Linked DNA regions of Mus musculus: regions 1 and 2 are each linked to region 3. The links are chromatin contacts, called in public Hi-C and HiChIP or PLAC-seq maps. All regions are on one chromosome and are shown on one strand. The core of a region is the stretch at or near the end of the contact, and the rest is flanking DNA. Distances in the headings are between cores, read along the strand shown. Region 1 holds the start of Mmab (methylmalonic aciduria (cobalamin deficiency) cblB type homolog (human)). Region 2 holds the start of Ung (uracil DNA glycosylase). Region 3 holds the start of Sirt4 (sirtuin 4).

Region 1 (2,700 bases), core at 47-2,546, 1.0 Mb before region 3:
GACCCGTCACATGGCTACAGCGTGGCCTACCTTTGTCTCCCGTCTTGGTGTAAATCTTGGGGATCTTGGCTGCCGTCGAGGACGGCTGCAGCCTGATGAGAAACAGACACAAAGGCGTGGTAAGTGGGAACGGCTGCGCCTCGGGGAGTGACGCCCAGCTTTCAGTCTGCAACCTCAGGGGCAGCACTTCTCTGCCTCTGGGATGGCAATCTCCCGTCAGCCATTTCCCCGCTGCCCCTTCCTGACAGCTTCCTGTCCCTGTCTCTACCTGTACAGCAGCTGCTGTAGCATACTGCTCAATAAAGATTCTTGGCAAATACTGGCAGGAAGGACTAACTGGTCACTCCATGTAGCCCTAGCTCCACAGTGGGCTAAAGCCGCTAGCTCCTGGAACTGCCCTTCAGCTTCTCCCACACTCCCAAAGTTAGCCATACGCTTCTCCGTTGAGGAAACTGGAGCCCACAAAGATTCAACTTCCTAGATCTCCAGGAAGAGACTGGGCTGGGATTCATGCCCAAAACCCTTCTACTGTAAGCCTGACCTGGTCCATTACCCTCCCCAAACTCTTGTCTCTTCTAACCCCAACACAGAAGTTAGCACTTCTGGGGGAAAGAAAACTAGGCCACTTGCACTTTTCTAAGATTTTTCAGTGTCAAGGAAAAAAAAAAATACACTGTCAAAATGGAATTTCAAAAATGCTATTTTAACTTAATTTTTTTTTTTTTGAGGACTGCGAATGAACCCCGACTCTGCCATTTTCAACTAGCAGTGCATAACTTAAAATTAAAATGTGAATTCACAAAATTATTTCAAAGTCAGAGGACTGGACAGGGAACGCTGATCATGAGGTCATGGTAGTCTGCAAGTCCCTATGCAAGTTTCTAAGTGTTACCATGTCTTCCTGGTGTCTTAATCCTAATCCAAACAAACTGCTTGGGGAGGCCGGACAAAACCCACAAGAGCATGCCCCTGCCCTGACTGACCACAGCTAGACTCCGTTAGAACTTGGGGAGGAAATCCTGGCCTCTGACGCCATGACGAGCCCAGTGACGTCAGGCCACATAGAGCACGTCATCGGTGTGATGTACCCACGGAAACAACCGTTCCTCCTCCGTGTTGAGTTACTCTCCAGGCCTGAAACTCACCTGTCCCCGTCTTCCCCGCCCTGAGGGCCACGGCTCTGGAAACGGGGACACAGCAGTCTGCAGGCGCTGAGACGCCCGCGCAGGCCGAGGCGACCCCCAAAGAGCCACACAGCCATGCGCACGGTAACGCATCCAAGACTGACCCGGCTAGGCACCCGTCCAGGCCCGGGGATGACTCCGCCCCGCAGCCGGCCGCGCCACCTCTCAATCGCTGTTTCCTATTGGCCTGGGGCACTCGCACCAGGGCGGGGCACTCCCCAGCTCTTGATTCCCATTGGATTACTTGTAGAAAGAGGCGAGGCAATTTCGGCTTGCTTGAAGTTCCCATTGGTTAATGTTTGACCCAATCTGTAAAGGAGCCCTTAGCTCCAGCTCTCTGATTGGCCTCAGGAAGACACACCCGCCTCCTTGGAACTCTCCCATCTGATATGGAGAAGACCGGGAGCTGCGGCCCGGGTTTCAGCTCACTTGGGCGCTGGCCGGGGCAGGTGAGAAGCCTGGGCTGCGGGATGGGCGGCGTGAGGACCGGGTCCCGGACACCCCGGGCCGGGCGCCGCGGTTCTCTGCCTTCGTGTCCTCGATCTGAGCGCTCGGCGACCTCAGATCGGACAGTTTCCCCTAGACTAGGGTCCCGTAGACTGGGCTACTTAGTGTGCAGTGGGGTGGCCAGTGAAGCCTTGAACCCGGGTGATTTTTGCATTATTTATAACAACGTAAAAATGCATGCACCCATAAATCCAGCAAAACCACTCTGTGACATGACTCTTGCCTTGCAGAAGTTCTTGTTTGAACGTGCAACACAGGGCGTTAACAGGTGAGTCCCGGCAGCCGCGTTTGTGATTGTGACAGGTTGGTTGTGGTCTTGAGGTCCGGGAAGGATTCTTTCTCCTGCAAGATTTTATCTAAACCTCGCGTTCCCACACGCATCAAACACATGGCCGTCCTCAGAGTAGGCAAGCAGTCCATGCCTGAGCTCATGTCAGTTTCTACTGGCAACAGCAGTGGTAATAAACTCTGGAGCTGAGAACCTGTCAGTGCCGAGTAGCTCAGTATAGTCAAGAGGCCACTTTGCCAGACAGACAGGCCTTGCTGCTGGTAGTCCTTTGAGTCAGCCTCCAGTATTGCCTCTATTATCTGATATATGGGAAACAGATTCATGGCATAAGACATTCTGGGGACGGAAGAGCTGTGGTCTGAACCCAGATTTTTTTTTTCCCATTGTCCACCTGACTGGCTCACTGCACTGTCATCCTGGAACATAGCTCTGGATGGTAGTTCTGGATGGAGTTTCTCTACATGCTCCTGGCTGTCCTGGAATTCACTCTGTAGACCAGGCTTGCCTCGTACACCCAGAGATCCACCTGCCTCTGCCTCCACAGTGCTGGGATGAAAGATGTTCACCTCCAAGCCCAGCCTTCCTGGTGTTTGTAACTAACATCTAGGGAACTTTGTTTCTCTCTCTCTCTCTCTCTCTCTCTCTCTCTCTCTCTCTCTCTCTCTCTTTCCTTGCAGAAGTCTCAGAAGCCATGTTGTCAGAAGCCCTGCTGGTGTCCGC
Region 2 (2,700 bases), core at 2-2,501, 1.4 Mb before region 3:
GACAGCCAGGGCTATACAGAGAAACTCTGTCTTGAAAAACCAAAAAAAAAAAAAAAATAAAAAAAATAAATAAATAAATTACACCTGCAAAAGATCACTCAGTAGAAAAGAGTAGCTGGGATTGTTATATTAGAGGGAAGGATATAACTGAAAGCTGCACAACTGAATGTATGTCTGACGTGAGTGTGGGAGGTAAAAAGTACAAGGGGGTGTATGGCTCAGTGGTCAAGCGGTTGCTCAGGATGCACAAAGGCCCTGAGTTCAATCCCCAAAGGGGACTGAAAAGGAGGGAGGGAGGTGTATCTGGGGAAGTGGAACATTTCGGGGTTAAAGGCCTTCAATCTTTACATCAGTAAGACTTGGAGAAAGCCCCGCTTTAGAGCTAGGACAGGTAGGTAGGTAAGCAGCAGGCTCCCCCTACCTCCTAAGCCCCACCCACCCGGGGGCGGGGCCTCAGCCCCTCCCACACATGCGCGCTGGGCCTCACCGACCCCTGCCCAGCCAGCCTCCCCGCCCCCAACGGGAGCCCGCGCAGGTGGCAGCGCGCCTACCGTGAGCACGGCTGCAGGAGTCCCGGAGGTCCGTGCTCGGCGCAGGCATGATCGGCCAGAAGACCCTATACTCTTTCTTCTCTCCGACCCCCACAGGGAAGCGGACCACGCGCAGCCCGGAGCCGGTCCCAGGGAGCGGAGTGGCGGCCGAGATCGGCGGCGATGCCGTGGTGAGACGAGCGGGGTAGCGCGGGACGCGGGGGTACGGCGGGGTCCCGGGCAGGAGCGCCACGCACGCCGCTTGCTCGGACAGACTGGGACACCTTAGGGGTTCAACACAGCCGCGCGCTGTCGGCCGCCGCCACGCCGAGGCACTAGCCAATAGGGATGGGGCACGGTCGCCGCAGAGCCAATCAGTGTGCAGCGTGCCCGCCCTGCTCCTCGCGTGGTCCAATCAAAAGCGGCAAGGGGCGGGAGCTGTTTTGCCGCGAAAAGCCCACGTGGAAGGTCTTGGGTGAGGCGCGCGGGGCAGCACCAGGCAGCGCGAGACTGCGGTGCTGCGGGTCCCGGGCAGGAGAGCCGCGCACCCCGTTTATCAGCCAGACTGGGACACCTTAGAGGTCCAAAACAACCGCGCGCGTCCACGGCCGCCATGCCGAGACATCTACCAATGGGGACGGAGCTCGGCCGCCTCAGAGTCAATCGGTGTGCAGCGTGCCCACCCTGCCCTTGTATAGTCCAATCAGAAGCGGCAAGGGGCGGGAGGTGTTTTGCCGCGAAAAGCCTGCGTGGGAGCGCAGACGGGTGCAGCGGGTCCCCTGCTCGGCTGGACCATGGGCGTCTTGGGGCGGCGGTCTTTGCGGTTGGCGCGGAGAGCGGGGCTCCGGAGCCTGACTCCCAACCCCGACTCTGACTCCCGGCAGGCCAGCCCCGCCAAGAAGGCCCGGGTGGAGCAGAACGAGCAAGGCTCGCCGCTCAGCGCCGAGCAGCTCGTCCGCATCCAGAGGAACAAGGCCGCGGCGCTGCTCAGGCTCGCCGCCCGCAACGTGCCTGCCGGCTTCGGCGAGAGCTGGAAGCAGCAGCTGTGCGGGGAGTTCGGGAAGCCGTACTTCGTCAAGGTCGGTGGGCTCGGGTCCAGCCAGCCTCCCCCGTCCCCTCCCTTTCCGTGCCACACTTGACAACGATGCCGGTGTGTCTGGGTTACATGAAGGGCAGGAAGGTGGCGTCGTGGCTTCGTTTTACGTGGAGGAGGGCGCATAGAAGTCACAGGACAACTTGGGGAAATATCTCACTATCACGTGGGTCCGGAGGTTAAATCAGGTTGGCGGGCTGGGCGCCAGCTGCCTTCGTGGCTTTTTGTAAGCCACCTGGTTTACCCCAAAGCCAACAAACCCTGGGGTAGTGAACAAGAGTGAATGAAATGACCTTTGGTCTTTTATTAGAAGTCAGGAAAGACGATCGAGGCCTTAGGCTGTAATCTCAACCCTTGAGAGCTGGGGGGCTGGAGGTGAAGGCCAACCTCAGATTCTGTGCTATGGGAGGCCCTGTCTTTTAAAAAGAAGAGGGGGCGGAGTTACTGTGAAATGAAAATAGTCCAGCCCAAGAGGGGAAAGGGTGCTATGCTGGCTTCAATTGTTTTTTTAAAAAAAGTTTGGGTTTAAATCATGCGCGCACACACACAAATAGACGAGGTTTCAAACACCTTTTATAAAATAGGTTTTCAATCCTAATTCTTAGTTTCTGGTAAGAATGGGCTTTTAAACCTCCTTTTATCTTTTAAACCAGCTAATGGGATTTGTTGCTGAAGAAAGGAACCACCACAAGGTCTATCCGCCCCCGGAGCAGGTGTTCACATGGACCCAGATGTGCGACATCCGAGATGTGAGTGGAGCTGGGGTCTGGCTAGAGAGGAATCTAACAGTGTTTCAGTTAAGCCACGGGCTGTTTCGTAGTGAGTGTGTGATGGTAGACATGGAAGGTGCCGGGTTTGGTTGTGTTCCGGGTAGAAAGCTGTGTGTGTGTCCAGCTGTTTAGTCTTTTAACCAAACAAAGAAAATGCATGTATACATTTGCTTGTGTGCTTGCTTATTATTATTATTCCCTTGTTATAGTTAGTGCTAGTTTATCTCAGTCTATTGAGTGTAGGCAACGCAGGACTGGAAAAGTGAGGTTATTTCTGCTCACAAGATGTGTTGGGAAAATTGTGGCC
Region 3 (2,700 bases), core at 68-2,567:
TAACCCACCAATTGATAGACACCGGAACTCTATTCGACTATGAAAATTTTGCCACGGTGGCCCCGGCCTGGGATTGTAGCACTGGGGAAACAGAAGGGAGGACGGTTCGTCCGGAAGCCCTTCAATTCTCAGCACCTACAATGGTGACTTACAACTATCTTTAACTCCAGTTTCAGGCCCTCGTCTGCGCTCTGCAAGCGCCGAGGAATAAAAGGGATGCGCAAATACACGCGCAGGTAAAATACCCAAACACATAAAATAAAATTTAATTTTAAAAAATTAAATATTTTTTAAAACAAACTTTAAAAAAATTTTTTTTTACTTATTTTATGTATATGAATGGTCAACCTGCGCGTACACCTACTTCCCAGAAGAGGGAAGAACTCATCAGAGATGGTTGTGAGACACCTTGTGGTCGTTGAGAGTTGACCTCAGGACCTTTGGAAGAGCAGGGGGTGCTCTTAACCACTGAGCCATCTCTCCAGCCCTAAAAAACAGACTTTTAATAGCCCATTATTTTTCACCTGCTACTAATATAAACATGTTTTAGTAATATTTATATTTTTGTTAATATTATCTCTCATGGGACTATTTGTTCTATAACTCTACTTGGTTTAAATCAGATATTATTATTATTATTATTATCATTACTTGAGACAGAATTCCCTGTAGCCCAGGCCAAGGAATACAACTAAACCGAATTATATCATTTCTCCAAAAGATTTTTTAATTTTAGTATGTCAGTTTTGTTTTGTCTTTTTCTACACGGTTCTCGGTACCAAATCCAGGGCCTCTGGGATGGACGCTAAGTAATCACTCTGTCTGCTTACCCTGCATTGTAAATTCTGCTACTTGGACACATAAAAATCAAGGCATACAAACTTGCCTGTCTGGTTTTCTAGTTGTAAAGACAAGCCTTTGACACAGTCTTTGACATAATGCGGAGCTATCGAGTGATAGGCACACATATTTAGGCTTGGCTTCCTATCCAAGAAGAGCTCAGGACCCTGCTTTCTCCATGAGATTTCCCAGCTACGTGTGAACGGCTAAACAGTCGGGTTTTGCCGGGATAAATCCTCCTTGTCCCCTCGAGAACAAAAGAGACAGATGGAATCCCTAGTAAGAATGCTCAGCGGGAAACCTTCAGCCGGATCAGAACACTTACCTTCCACAATTCTCACCCAACAGTGGGACTCGCTTGTTACGTGTGCATCTTGGGAAATGTAGTCCGCGAAGCCGATCTAGTTGGAAGAAAACTACAAGTCCCAGAATCCTACGTGTCTCCCACGCCAAGATTCTTGGGCGCTCCTCTACGGATTGCCCGCTGTCTTTCCTGCTCAGCTCAGTTAAGGTTCCGGATATGCTGCTGACGCCTGGGGCAATGATTGCCTTTTGAGGTTCTTGTAGTGTTTGTTTGTTTGTGGCTTGTGTTGTTTGCTGAGAGAGGGTCTGACATATCCTTGTCTGACTCCAAATCCGTGATCCTCCTGGCTCCACCTCCCAAGTGCTCGGATTAGAGGCTTGTGCCACCAAAGAAGTGGTTAATATTTCCCATGTCCTGCGTGCGAAAGAGGATCCAAGCAGTCCTAATTTAGGAATTCGCTCTCTTAAAGAAACTCTTTCACTAGTAGCACAGGACAATAATCTGCCACTCAATAGGCTTAGGCGGAAGAATCACGAGTTCAAGGCCAGTCTGGGTGACTTAGTGAGACCTCGGACTCAAAATAATACTGTAAGAGCACTGGGGCTATAGCTCGGTGTCAGCGCGTTAGCCCAGCCCTGGGTAGCCCTGAATTCACACTAGCGGGCATTTCTCCATCCAAGACGCTTTTTAAAATAGACTGGTTTTTTTTTTTTTTTAATAATGTGTGTGTTTTACCTTCATGCATACAGGAGGAGCTCCTGACGGCCATAAAAGGGCGTCAGATCCCCTGGAACTTGAGTGACAACCTGTTGTGAACTGCCCTGTGGGTGCTCGGGATGGAATCTGAGTCCCCCTGCAAGAGTAGCAATGCTCTTGTTTGTTTGTTTTGGTGTTTTCGAGACAGGGTTTCTCTGTATAGCCCTGGCTTTCCTGGAACTCACTCTGTAGACCAGGCTGGTCTCAGAGATCCACCTGCCTCTGCCTCCCAAGTGCTGGGATTAAAGGCGTGCTCCACCACCACCTGGTGAGAAGCAATGCTCTTAACCAGTGAGCCACCTCTTCAGCTCTCCCAACCCCTCCCCAAAAGACCCTTTCTTTGTTTTTTGTTTTTGTTTTTCTGAGACAGGGTGTTAATGTATAGTCTGACACTTTTTTTTTTTTTTTTTTTTTTTGGTTTTCCGAGACAGGGTTTCTCTGTTTAGCCCTGGCTGTCCTGGAACTCACTCTGTAGTCCAGACTGGCCTCGAACTCAGAAATCCGCCTGCCTCTGCCTCCTGAGTGCTGGGATTAAAGGAGTGCGCCACCACGCCCAGAATTTTTTTTGACACTTTTAATAATAAATAATTGCCCCCTTTGTTTTGTGTTTGTTTTAAGATGGGTTCTCACTATGTAGCCTTGGCTGGCCTGGAACTCCTTATGTAGACCACGCTTGGCCTTGAATTCATGGAGATTCACCGGCCTCCGCCTCCCTAGAACTTTGATGAACTGAACGATGTGTGCCAACACGGTTCGCAGATTTGATTGGTTTTCCTCCTAAGTGCCCACGTCCACTTCCA

The links. Hi-C and Micro-C count contacts between places; a contact is called where the count stands out from the background. HiChIP or PLAC-seq counts read pairs in DNA pulled down with a chosen protein or histone mark.
Region 1: a contact with region 3 is called in a Hi-C map of B cells, with 9 read pairs. The contact joins the promoter of Mmab here to the promoter of Sirt4 in region 3. A contact is called at or near these places in 2 of 39 promoter capture datasets (liver and pre-B cells), 1 of 484 Hi-C or Micro-C datasets (B cells) and 1 of 9 other capture datasets (adipose tissue).
Region 2: a contact with region 3 is called in an HNF4G HiChIP or PLAC-seq map of pancreatic cancer cells. The contact joins the promoter of Ung here to the promoter of Sirt4 in region 3. A contact is called at or near these places in 5 of 39 promoter capture datasets (embryonic stem cells, hippocampal neurons, liver and 1 more) and 1 of 115 datasets of contacts at active chromatin or transcription factors (pancreatic cancer cells).

The regions. Positions count from the first base shown.
Region 1 is chr5:114,442,731-114,445,430 of GRCm38.p6, forward strand. Mmab (methylmalonic aciduria (cobalamin deficiency) cblB type homolog (human)) reads right to left here and starts at 1,297. Exons shown (of 9, transcript NM_029956.4): 1 at 1,146-1,297; 2 at 31-92. The coding sequence starts at 1,261. It overlaps Mvk (mevalonate kinase), which reads left to right and starts at 1,539. Exons shown (of 11, transcript NM_023556.3): 1 at 1,539-1,633; 2 at 2,658-2,700. The coding sequence starts at 2,672.
Region 2 is chr5:114,129,905-114,132,604 of GRCm38.p6, forward strand. Ung (uracil DNA glycosylase) reads left to right here and starts at 1,252. Exons shown (of 6, transcript NM_011677.2): 1 at 1,252-1,609; 2 at 2,277-2,372. The coding sequence starts at 1,325. It also overlaps a transcript of Alkbh2 not described here.
Region 3 is chr5:115,483,167-115,485,866 of GRCm38.p6, forward strand. Sirt4 (sirtuin 4) reads right to left here and starts at 1,318. Exons shown (of 5, transcript NM_133760.1): 1 at 1,166-1,318. Gm42007 (a long non-coding RNA gene) reads left to right here and starts at 1,284. Exons shown (of 2, transcript XR_878704.2): 1 at 1,284-1,397.